Linked DNA regions of Mus musculus: regions 2 and 3 are each linked to region 1. Evidence: chromatin contacts called from public ChIA-PET data. All regions are on one chromosome and are shown on one strand. The core of a region is the stretch at or near the end of the contact, and the rest is flanking DNA. Distances in the headings are between cores, read along the strand shown.

Evidence for each region. ChIA-PET counts read pairs in DNA pulled down with a chosen protein or histone mark.
Region 2: an RNA polymerase II ChIA-PET map of memory CD8 T cells shows a contact between it and region 1, with 7 read pairs. The contact joins two enhancer-like sites. A contact is called at or near these places in 4 of 115 datasets of contacts at active chromatin or transcription factors (embryonic stem cells, memory CD8 T cells and regulatory T cell precursor).
Region 3: an RNA polymerase II ChIA-PET map of memory CD8 T cells shows a contact between it and region 1, with 6 read pairs. The contact joins two enhancer-like sites. A contact is called at or near these places in 2 of 115 datasets of contacts at active chromatin or transcription factors (embryonic stem cells and memory CD8 T cells).

Annotation. Positions count from the first base shown.
Region 1 is chr8:14,010,634-14,014,300 of GRCm38.p6, reverse strand. No RefSeq gene overlaps it. Among named protein-coding and RNA genes, the nearest start is that of Gm39134, 13 kb to the left of the region's middle. Within about 2 kb of position 1,545, at least 64 of the 459 cell types and tissues checked have an H3K27ac peak or open chromatin away from gene starts, as enhancers often do. A contact at or near this core is called in embryonic stem cells and memory CD8 T cells, where this site is marked.
Region 2 is chr8:14,963,795-14,967,461 of GRCm38.p6, reverse strand. It overlaps Arhgef10 (Rho guanine nucleotide exchange factor (GEF) 10), which reads right to left. Exons shown (of 29, transcript NM_172751.3): 18 at 3,200-3,375. Among named protein-coding and RNA genes, the nearest start is that of Gm16350, 4.4 kb to the right of the region's middle. Within about 2 kb of position 2,066, at least 32 of the 459 cell types and tissues checked have an H3K27ac peak or open chromatin away from gene starts, as enhancers often do. A contact at or near this core is called in memory CD8 T cells, where this site is marked.
Region 3 is chr8:13,212,164-13,215,830 of GRCm38.p6, reverse strand. No RefSeq gene overlaps it. Among named protein-coding and RNA genes, the nearest start is that of 2810030D12Rik, 13 kb to the right of the region's middle. Within about 2 kb of position 2,065, at least 137 of the 459 cell types and tissues checked have an H3K27ac peak or open chromatin away from gene starts, as enhancers often do. A contact at or near this core is called in embryonic stem cells and memory CD8 T cells, where this site is marked.

The DNA.
Region 1 (3,667 bases), core at 296-2,795:
ACTGAGCAGAGACAACTCGGTCTGTTGGGCTTCTTGATGGCTTCACAGAGATGAAGTATTGGGGAAAACACGGAGAAAGTAGACAGATGTCGATAGGTGGAGAAGAGGCAGATTCCAGAAGGTCTAAGGAGGGCACTGCCCCTGTGCACAGGAGTGACATGAGCTCAGCCGAGATTCCTTGTGCAGCAAAGCACTATGATTGGCTATAATTGGAGTAATCTTTGGAAGAAGGTTTTGTCCATGGGGAATGATTGGAGAATCCTACGGGCACCAGCTATTAACCTTCACCACGCTAATGACGGCCTTCCAGAGTTACAACTGTGATTCTTTCCCCTTTTGGCTTCCTAAGTCGTGCTGTTAAGGGACTCTTGGGAATTCCCTTCATTTTTATTCTTGTTTGAAAATGATGCCCTGACAGTGCAGCTTATACTTAGCCACAAAGGGGCACTCATCCAGGCGGTGAGCTTCATTTCAGGATGTGAGTCATATTCACTGAGGCCACAAACCAAGGCAGGCCCAAAGCAAACTGAGGCCTTGCTCTCCCTTCGCAATCTGATTGAAGAAAATTTGAAAAATAAGCATAGTTGGGTCGGGCGTGGTGGCGCACGCCTTTAATCCCACACTTGGGAGGCAGAGGCAGTCGGATTTCTGAGTTCGAGGCCAGCCTGGTCTACAACGTGAGTTCCAGGACAGCCAGGGCTACACAGAGAAACCCTGTCTCAAAAAAAAAAAAAGAAAGAAAGAAAGAAAGAAAAAGAAAAAGAAAGAAAGAAAAATAAGCATAGTTGGTTAGATTGCCCATCATTTTACAGTCATGGAACTGTACGCTAGAATGGAGTAAACCCTTTCCCTAGCTCCCCATTGCCGGGCGAAGTGAGGAGGTATATGTCTTTGAAATGGAGTCTGCTTCCAGTCTAGGGATCTGTGGGGTTTTTTTCTCTGAAGGCAGAGTCCAGTCAAACCCCAAGCCAGGCTGAGGCAGTGAACTGGAGTGATTTGCTAAGTTTCAAATGTTCCACCGCTCATTCTCCCTAGAGGAACTTTTAAAGTTTTTGTTGAAGCAAAACTGAGTTTTAAGAAAATGTGAATTATCTCAAGCTTTTATTGGATTAGGTCAGAATGATCAGGACAACTCTGTCCCGCACTCCAGCCACTGTCACGTATTAAGTGGGAAAAAATCCAGTTCTGTCTCTATGTACTGAGCCTCTCCAGTGTGAACAGTGTCTGTCTGTCTGTCTGTGTTGCATCAGCGTATCTTAGGACTTGAGTGGCTGATCATATGTATGTCTGGGTCCTAAGGGTAGGAAGGCTAAGTCCGGTATCAAGCAATACGGCATCATGCCATTTGTGACTAGCGCCTTACCCTATCCTAACTATGCACAAAGCAAAAGAGGAGGATGCAAGAACTCTGGACCAAAGTGCGGCTTTGAAGAGCCAAGAACAGGGGAGGGAGGTGAACTCAGGGCCCCTGTATAAGCAGCACACGGGGGTGTGGACACCTCTTAACCACAGGCCTCTGTATGAGAAGATAGCGGGTCCCTGTCTGAGCAGGATCTTGCTGACGTCACTTCCTGGCTTTGGCGTGTCTGGTCCCCACCTACACCCCAAGGTATGCCCCGCTCTGAAGGAAGTGAGCTAGGTCCAGAGCACGATGTCCTGACTGGAGAAGGAGCCTCTGGAAGCACGTTAGCTTCCCCAATGCCTATGTGAGTGCCAGGCTAGAGCAGAGACCTGAGCTGCGCATGGGATCGGTGCTGAGGCTGAAGGGGCCACAGCCAGCCAGTTAGAGCTTGCCAGCCAGTACCACAGAAAATAATCAAAAAGAGAAAGCTTTTTGAAACTCAGGGGCTTGTTTTGAGGTTTACTTTGCTCTTTGTTCGTTTCTTTGTTGAGACAGAGTCTTACTATGTAGTTCTGGCTGGCGCAGAACTTTCTTTGCACACCAGGCTGCTCCTGATCCCAGAGCTCCGCCTGCCTCTGCATCTACGGTGATGGGGTTTAAGAAAGGTGAATGCAAACACGCCCAGAAATTTTTGGTTGTTTTGTTGCTGGTTTTGTTTTGTTGAGACGTGGTGTGCGTGTGTGTGTGTGTGTGTGTGTGTGTGTAACCCTGGTTGTCTTACTACTTATTTTGCAAACCAGGCTGGCCACAAACTCATCGAGATCCACCTGCCTCTGCTTCCTTCTTACCCCCTTCACCTCCACCTCAAGTGCTGGGATTAAAGGCATGCACCACCACCGCCCAGCCAAGTTTTGGTTCTTGCAGCTCAGATATTCATCTGCAGTGGCCTCCACTCTCCTTAAGCAGGAGATAACTGTTGCCAGGGTCATATCTAGCCAGTGCAACAACTACCCACTATCTGTGTGCCAACAGCTCACTGTGAGAGAACAGCCTAAGAAAATGTAGCAAGACATCAGCTCATTGTATCAAATGGTTGCTTTGTCCACCAGCTTCTCTCCAGGTCCAACCCCTCCAGCCTATTGGTTGGAATTCCAAAGCCTGTCAGGAATGCAGATTCTCAGCCTGTTGCTGAATTACTGCCTTCAGCAATAAGATGCACCCTGGGTGTTACAGAATGCCCGAATGTCAACAGCCACCTAGTCTGTGTGGTGAGGGACTCCCCGACTCCTCACGTCCCTGGACTAAATTTGAATCCTGGATACTGCCACATATTTAACAATGGCAGAAAGTGCCACTCACTCCCCAAGTTCTCTTTGACTTCCTGGAATACAACATAACCAGATACTCCAGTTCCCTTGCAGTCCATCGTGGCCACATGATCCAGTCATAACAAGGGGTGAAAGAACAGTGCCCATCAAGACTCATATGCTCTGCCCTTCGGTTTAACTTAACTGTAGTGAGGGCAGCCACAGACGCTCCAAGGTGAATGACTGTAGAACAGGATCCCTTCCTCCAACCGCTCTGTAGTGTCAGGACATCCTCTGAAATTGCAGCTAAGATGTTTGACAGCCCAGGCAGCCCTAAGGACCTAAGAAATTACTATTTGGAAAATGATGAGTCACTGAGGAAATCCTGAATTGCAGGGAATGGACAGCTTTGGGCAGCTGAATCAGAAAAGACTGACAGCTCAAGAACAGCAGAAAAAGCCAGCTATGCCTAGAACCGGCTCACTGGGACGGCCCAAAGAGGCCCCCAGAGCCAGGGCTCTGGAGAGATTTGGTGAGGCCTCATGAAGACTGTTTTCATGGTAACATATGACTCAACAAAATCGGAGAAGCACCTCTGCAGGCTTCCAGGAGTGACCTGTCTCAAAACGGAGGCCAGAAGAGCAAGACGGAGAGACCGTTATGGATGTGACTTCCAAGATTTCACAGGGAGGAACGGTCTGCCAGGCTAAAGGTGACGTGAACAGTGAGGATGATAGACTTAGGGTCTAGTTAATTCTGGTGTGTGCCGTTTGTATTTATTTGCAATTTTTTTAAAAAATAAAGTTTATAAAAATAATTTTTAAAGAATGTGGCCTGCTCACCCAAGCATACCTGTTTCAGCTGAACATGAGTTTATTGATAAAAGGAAACTGAGGAGGGAACATAAGCAAAGGAGGAAGAAGCCAGGGAGGCTGAGGGAAACCAATCCAGCTTGTCACCCACACCAGGACCTGAGAAGGAATGTCTCAAAGGCTCAGCACATCTTTGGAATCTAGCA
Region 2 (3,667 bases), core at 817-3,316, 950 kb before region 1:
CTGGGAGTCATGCCACTCACACAGCCCAGGCCGGGCGTGGTGGCGCACGCCTTTAATCCCAGCACTCGGGAGGCAGAGGCAGGTGGATTTCTGAGTTCCAGGCCAGCCTAGTCTACAAAGTGAGTTCCAGGACAGCCAGGGCTACACAGAGAAACCCTGTCTCGAAAACCCAAAAAAAAAAAAAAAAAAAGGATTTAGTCATCCCTGCTGTGTATGCCTCTCAGATGCGGGACTCACTGCATCTCAAGCAACAAGAGATAGCAGGGGCCTTCTCCAGTTCCGTGTTCCTAAGACAGAAGGGGCAACCCAGGGCTAGTCTCCCATGGACCCCAGGGCTGGCTGGCTGGACTTCTGCAGTCACCCCGCAACCATGGCTCCTTCAGGAGTACCCAGGCCAGTACAGCTGCAAATGGGTCACCAGCCAAGGGCACACATGCAAGGGTGAGTCAGGGTGCCCACCTCAATCTGCAGAACCCTCTGTCCTTCCGGAAGACAGTTCTTAAAAGACACTGTTTCTGAGAACACAGTCTCCCCTTTATCTCCATTATGGGATGTGCTACACAGTGCACACTGTCTGTGCATCAGAAGGTCTGCTCCTAAATTTCTTCAGGATAGCCTGGCCTGTGCCACATTCACTGGCAGCTCGCAGGACCCAGCACTTGGTTCATCACAGGCTCATAATAAATAAACATGAACAACAATACCACATCATTAAACTGAAATGCCCCCTGGGGATGGCAGGGCCCTTAATTCGTCCTGCGGATCCCATCTGTAAGGCATGCTGTAAAGCGGGGGGATGAGGAAAGGCTAATCAAGGGAGACATTAACAGATGAAGTCACATGCCCACCAAGTCACCACCTCAAAGGGCATGGCACTCCACCAATATCAGCAGCAGGACAATGATACGCGTCATGCCAAGGCATGGGCGCACCCACAGTGAGAAGCAGAGCAAACTTCTAGAAGGCGGAACAACTGCCTCGCTGCTGAAGAGTGTGAAAAGCTGCTGTCAGAAGCTGCCATTCCCTGAGGTAATCTCTGAGCTTCCTTAAAGACAGGAGATCAGCATCGGCCTGCAAAGTGTGGTCTGCAGGTCTCCAGGACTCCCCACATTGTAGTGGGCTGGTGCAGACCTTGTCATCACTGAGGTGGGGCCACCTGCCGTGCAGCTTTCCGCCTTGGCTGGCTTCTTTTGAGGTGTCAACTGCCCTGCTCTTCTCTGAGATCCTGCTGCCTGCTGAGACACCTTTGAGACATCCATGTTGCGCTGGGTCTTCCGGGCTGGCAGCTACAGTCACCAAGGATGGACTGGCCGGGGAGGGGGAGGGGCGGGTGGGGGGGGGGGCTTCTCCCTTTTAAGCACAGTCTCTTAGTAAACTCACGGGCCTTGATCAGAGAAAATTTGTCTTGGCTTCATTATTTCTCTCGCCGTCTAGTCTCTCTTTCACCCTAAGCCTGCCTTCCAGGAGTACCCAGTTCATGTAGGTCGCGGGCGGCTTGCAACTACAGATTGGCGCCTGAACAGGTTCTTCTTAACAGGACATACAGCAATGCTTCTGAGCTCAGCGTGAGGACAGCACCCCTCTCCTGGGGAGTAGCTCCTCTGAGCTGCTCCACACTCAGCCTCTAACCCCACACCTCACCCTCAGACAGTGGGCAAGCCCGGCTCTGTTCTGCTCTGCTTCGCTGGCTGGCTCCTCTTTCCCCCACTTTCCTGTGGTTAGCACCTGCTGTGGCCTTCACAGTGCTATGGGAGAGGTGGTGGTTGTCCGGGATGACTCAGCTTTGCACAGAAATTGGGATGCAAAGGTCACAGCAGCACACAGGCCTCCAAGAGAACGAATCCTTTTCCGGTTTTTCCTTCCACGGGAGTTGGTCAAGCCATCCTGCTTTGTATTTTTTCTTAAGGTTTCTTACTGATCCTAACCCCATTCTCCATTTGCCTAGTACAAGTCACCAACAGAAAGATGCTTTTAAAAAAAATGTAAGTCTGTGCGTCTACTCTGGATCAGAGTCATCAGTGGCTGTCTGGATACTGAGGATCAACCCTGGCTACAAACACACTTTAGGACTGACTGCAGTATAAACAGTCATCACTGTTCACAGAGGCCCAACACAACCTGCAATAGACACTCCTGAGTAATTTAATGGGTGTTCTAACGGCGCATAGAAAGATATTCAGTTTCCCCTTGGATACAATTGCAATGAATTGTGACAATTTGGAAAGACATTCCCTTCCTGTGTGTCCCCTCCCTCCATTCTTCCCTCCCTCCTCTTGCTGCTCATCTCCCTGCGATCCACTGGGATGCTCTAGGCTGCCCCGTGGTATTTCAGTTCTAGCTCAGAGTCTAGATAAAGGTGCATCTTGCTTTAAGTGGGGGCAAATTCAAGAGTCTAATAGCTGATACTGTGTTCAAAGAGCTAGCCTACTAGGCGGTGACCAATACTGTGTTCAAAGAGCTAGCCTACTAGGCGGTGACCAATACTGTGTTCAAAGAGCTAGCCTACTAGGCGGTGACCAATACTGTGTTCAGAGAGCCGACCTACTAGGCAATGACTGAGCTGAATGGCCTAACATTCTAGGAATTAGAGGAGCAGAAAGGATTTTTCCTAAATGCTCATGTCCAACCAAAAGGCTGAGCGAGTTTAAGTGTAGGCTTTCGTGCTTCTGAGTGTGTCAGAAACAAATTAACCTGAAGGTTAACGCTTGTTAAGGTTTATGGAGCGTTCCCGTTCATGGGTTTAATCGGAAGCAGAGGTCACCGATGGACTAGCTAGTCTTTCTTCCCGTTTAAACAGGCAGAGGGGAAATGGCAATGGCTCCTGCTCTCAGATCAAAATCTCTAGGCCAAATGGTGACCAGTGATAGCAATTCCAACCACTGTGCAGTGCTGAGTCACCCACAGCACTGCTGTCCCTCCACTGTGCAGTGCTGAGTCACCCACAGCACTGCCATCTCTCCCACCTCACTGTGAAGGCCACACACATGAGCTCATTGTGGAGAACCAAGGAAAAGCGGAGACAGGCAGCAGAGAGCAGAGCCTGCCTGTGGTCTTCCCATACCACCTTCGACCAATGAGGCGCAGACACCGGGCTCTGCCATGTCAAGACAGACAGACTGACAGACTGAGCTGTCCCAACAGACGCGCCATCCCAGTTCCAGTGGGGAACTGGGGCCAGGCTTGCAGGGCTGTCACTTACGTGGCTTCGCGTTGGCCACCACGGCCAGGCTCTCAGGTGAGTGTGCAGCGTGGTGCCGACAGTGCTCCCCGGCGCCAGAGCCTCCATTGTACTGAATCACATCCACGTGACCTAGAGGGACACTCCACTTGAGCAGGTACCTCTGGCTCATCACGGCATGGCTTTCATGTGAGTTCCTAGAGCAAACAGAAGCCTGTCACTTTATGGATTACCACAGGACCAAGCTCCCATGCCGCCTCCGGTCCCTCACGCAGCCTGGAGCAGCCGTCTAGTTGTCATGGCACTCGGAATCCTCATGCAAACAGCAGTCACTGGCTCCAGCTAAGACCTCCAGCAGGAAGGGCAGGGGAAATCCTCTACAATTCCACCAAGACCTGTGAACTCATGGCCACAGGGTCCGAGGATTCTGGATAAACTATCCCAAGTGTGCAGAGACGTTCTCTGATCTGACTCCAGCTTCCCCCTTAT
Region 3 (3,667 bases), core at 816-3,315, 800 kb after region 1:
TCTTCAGATCTGATTATGGTGGTTGTGAGCCACCATGTGGTTGCTGGGAATTGAATTCAGGACCTCTGGAAGAACAGTCAGTGCTCTTAACCGCTGAGCCATCTCACCAGCCCTCACCAACAGTTTTATCAGCAACATTTAACATCATCTAACAACCCTTTTGTTGAGGTTAACTCTTAGCCAGAGATGGACAGGTTCTTCTAGTATGTGTCAAGGCCACACTTGGGTGACTTGCTACTTCAGTGGTGATACAATGTGGCCGGACATCTAAGTAGCCCAGGACACTCAAGGAGGCAGGGCAGAAAAGAAGTGAAGGGAATACCAGTTGTCACAGCCCACTGAAAGTCTCCTTCCCTCCTCCCCTCCCTCCTCCTTCTCCCTCCCTCCTCCCCTCCCTCCTCCCCCTCCCTCCCTCTAAAGCAGTCAGCTGTCAGTCTCTTCCTATGATAAAGTACAAAGGGGAGGACCCTTCACTCTGAAATGAGAAGGGACTCTGTCCCAGGGATGGGAGCCCTCCCCTGTGTGTACAAGCCCTTCTCTTAGTGAAGAGAGTAACAGGACCTAAGGAGCTGAGGACCTACCCGTGGCCAGAGCTTGGGGTGATCTGGCGACTTCTAGTCCAGAGAGGAAAGCCCTCACTGAGCCTTGACCCAACCTTTCTATAGATATATTTTAATTGTGAAAACTCTTTTTTTCACCTTTTTATTCTTTTATTTTATTAACATTGGTGTTCTACCTGCATGGATGTCTCTGTGAGGATGTCAGCCCTCCCACCCCCGTAACTGGAATTACACACAGTTGAGACTACCATGTGGATGCTTGGAATTGAACCCCTGGGTCCTTTGGAAGAGTAGCCAGTGCTCTTAACCACTGAGCCATCTCTTCAGCCTTAAGTTTGAAAGTTCTTAATGGAAGTCTTTGTACTTTTCTAAACATTATGAGAAAGCACTGATCACACCAAGGACTGCTCGCTTGTGTGTTAGTCTGCTGAGTGGTGGCTGTGGCTATGGTTTAGCTGACTCTATGATGACAATAAGAGCTTTTATTTTTTATTTATTTTTTACTATTTATTTATTTATTTATTTATTTAGTTAGTTAGTTAGTTAGTTATTGGTTGAGACAGAATTTCTCTATGTAGCCCTGGCTGTCCTGAAACTCACTCTGTGGACCAGGCTGGCCTTGAACTCACAGATATCCTCCTGCCTCCACCTCCGCCTCTGCCTCCTGAGTGCTAGGATTAAAAGCATGCACATGCTCCACCACTGCCAGGCATGGAACTTGCTCCATGCATCCAAAAGCGCATCATCACTAATTAACTCAGAGTAGTAGCCTGCTAGAAAATCCGTGTGCAGACTCCTGCTAAGAAAGCGTTGAGATAGCCGGGCGTGGTGGCGTTGAGACACTTCCCATACAAGCGCAGAGGGCTACAGGCAGCAACCTGCCTTTGTGCAGAGGGGTTTTGGCTCCATTTTGCTGAGGGCTACTTCAATGGTTCAGTCCCAGTGACACTAAGGGAGTGGGAAATCCCCTTGCCTCTGCCTTTCCCCTGTGACTTTTCCCCATGTCCTCGGGTTCTCTACATCTAGATTCTGTTCTCTGAGCTGGGTGCTGGACATTGTGAGAGACTGGGAGGCCCTGAAGTCATGTGGTGGATCAGTGTGCCTGTCCAGTTTTCTGTACCCAGGTCCCCGTGACTCTTGATTCTCAGGCGCCACCAGGGGGCACTGCTAACCTCCAGATGGCAGCATTGGCAGGGCTACAGGGCACAGCTGCAATTGTGCAAACCCAGCAAGTACAACCAGCTGCTGCCACTCTCCGTGGCCCTGCGACTTTACCAGACTAAAACTGAGGTGAATGGAGCATGGGGGAGGGGCAGGCATGGCACACAAATTCACAGGTCATTGCCTGGGTTTCTAGGGAGATGGGGTAAGACCTAGAACTCTAAATGGGACACTGCATTTAGCACTAAAACATTGCTGAGCACAATGCCTACTGGTATGGTTGTGGCAGGGGTTGGGCCTTCCATGCCCTGGCCTGATGTTGTCTTCTAGGAGGAACATACTTCCGGCCCCTGGCCCAGCCCCCAAAATGGCCCCTTCAGCAGAGGGGAGTATTGTGGTTTTGTTCTGCCTTGAGAGGATGGAAAAGCACTCTCGTTTAGCCACTTCCTGCCCTCTGTCAGGGCTCCTCAGTGCCTCTGAGAGTTCAACAGAAGGCCGCAGGATGAGGTGAAACCACCACAGATGAAGCAGATGGCAGAAAATAGTCATCTGTGGGCTTTCTGTGGTCAGCAACCACTGAGCACCCCAGTGAGCAGGTACCACGCGGCAGCTAGAGCAATGAGGAGAACAGATACGCTTGCTAGGTCATGGTGACCCCTCCTGAAGGCCTGAAGGGTCAGGGGACTCCTGATCGTGTGCTGGGACATAACAACAAGCATTGGGTCCACCATGTGACTACACAAACATCTCTGCCACCAGAGGTTCTGACTGGGAGAAAAATGGGAAACAAGATCAGTGACCATCTTTGCTCTTCAACTCCTCTGGAGCAGCGGAGTGCAGACTCAGATTGACCTGCGTGGAGGTTCATTACGTGGAAAAACTCCCGAGGGTTTCTGGTGGCAAAGGCTTGTCATCCTGATGCATCTCCTTACCAACACGGGGCAGGACCTCAAGCTTTCACTCTTTAGGTGACAAGGTAGGTCTCCTGGACGCTAGCCAGCAAGGCGTGAAGCCTGGACATACTCCCCCCCGCCCCGCCCCCCGCCCCGCCCCCCGCCCCCGCCCCCCGCCCCCCGCCCCCGCCCCCGCCCCCCGCCCGCAACAAAACAAAAAAGAGAAGAGGCAGAGTTTGCCTTATGGGACAAACATTCCTATGTGTAAGGAAGACATGGGTCCATTCACAGCAAGAAGCTACAAGAAATGCACAACACACACACACACACACACACACACACACACGCACGCACGCACGCACGCACGCATGCACTTCCACAAAGCACCAATAATCAAAGAACTGAGGAGATACGAGATTAAAGGGACAGAAGAGTAAAGCAAACATGGACCTGCTGAGGTGCAGACCCGATGTCCATGGTACTCCAACAGCCTCAGTAATGCCCAGCACAGCCTCAATGATAGCAGAAACAACAGCACCCGCAGCACCCGGTGGATAGGACGCTGATGCTCACCTCTGCCCTTGAAAAGCCTCTGTGTGACGACCATCCACGAGGAAGAGTTTAGGGTCATGCAGCCATCTGGGCATTGAAAGATACACTGTTCTGAGGCTCACACAGCAGAGCCACTGAAAACTGGAAACATCAAGTGGGTGAGTTTTATTGTATATAGGTCATATTTCTATGTTGCTAGGAGAATGTGAGGATTTACCAGAATTAAAAGGCATGGTACTTAAGACACAGTTCTGTGGTCAAGAGCATTTGCTGCTCTTGTAGAGGACCTGGGCTCAGTTCCCAGCATATAGTGCCTTACAACTGTCTGTAACTCCATTCCCAGGGGTGCCGATGCATTCCTCTGGCCTCCTTTGGTACTTCATGCTTGTGGTGCATGTATATGCATCAAAACACTCATAAAAGAAAAATAAAGAGGGCTGGAGAGATGGCTCAGCAGTTAAGAGCACTGACTGCTCTTCCAGAGGTCCTGAGTTCAATTCC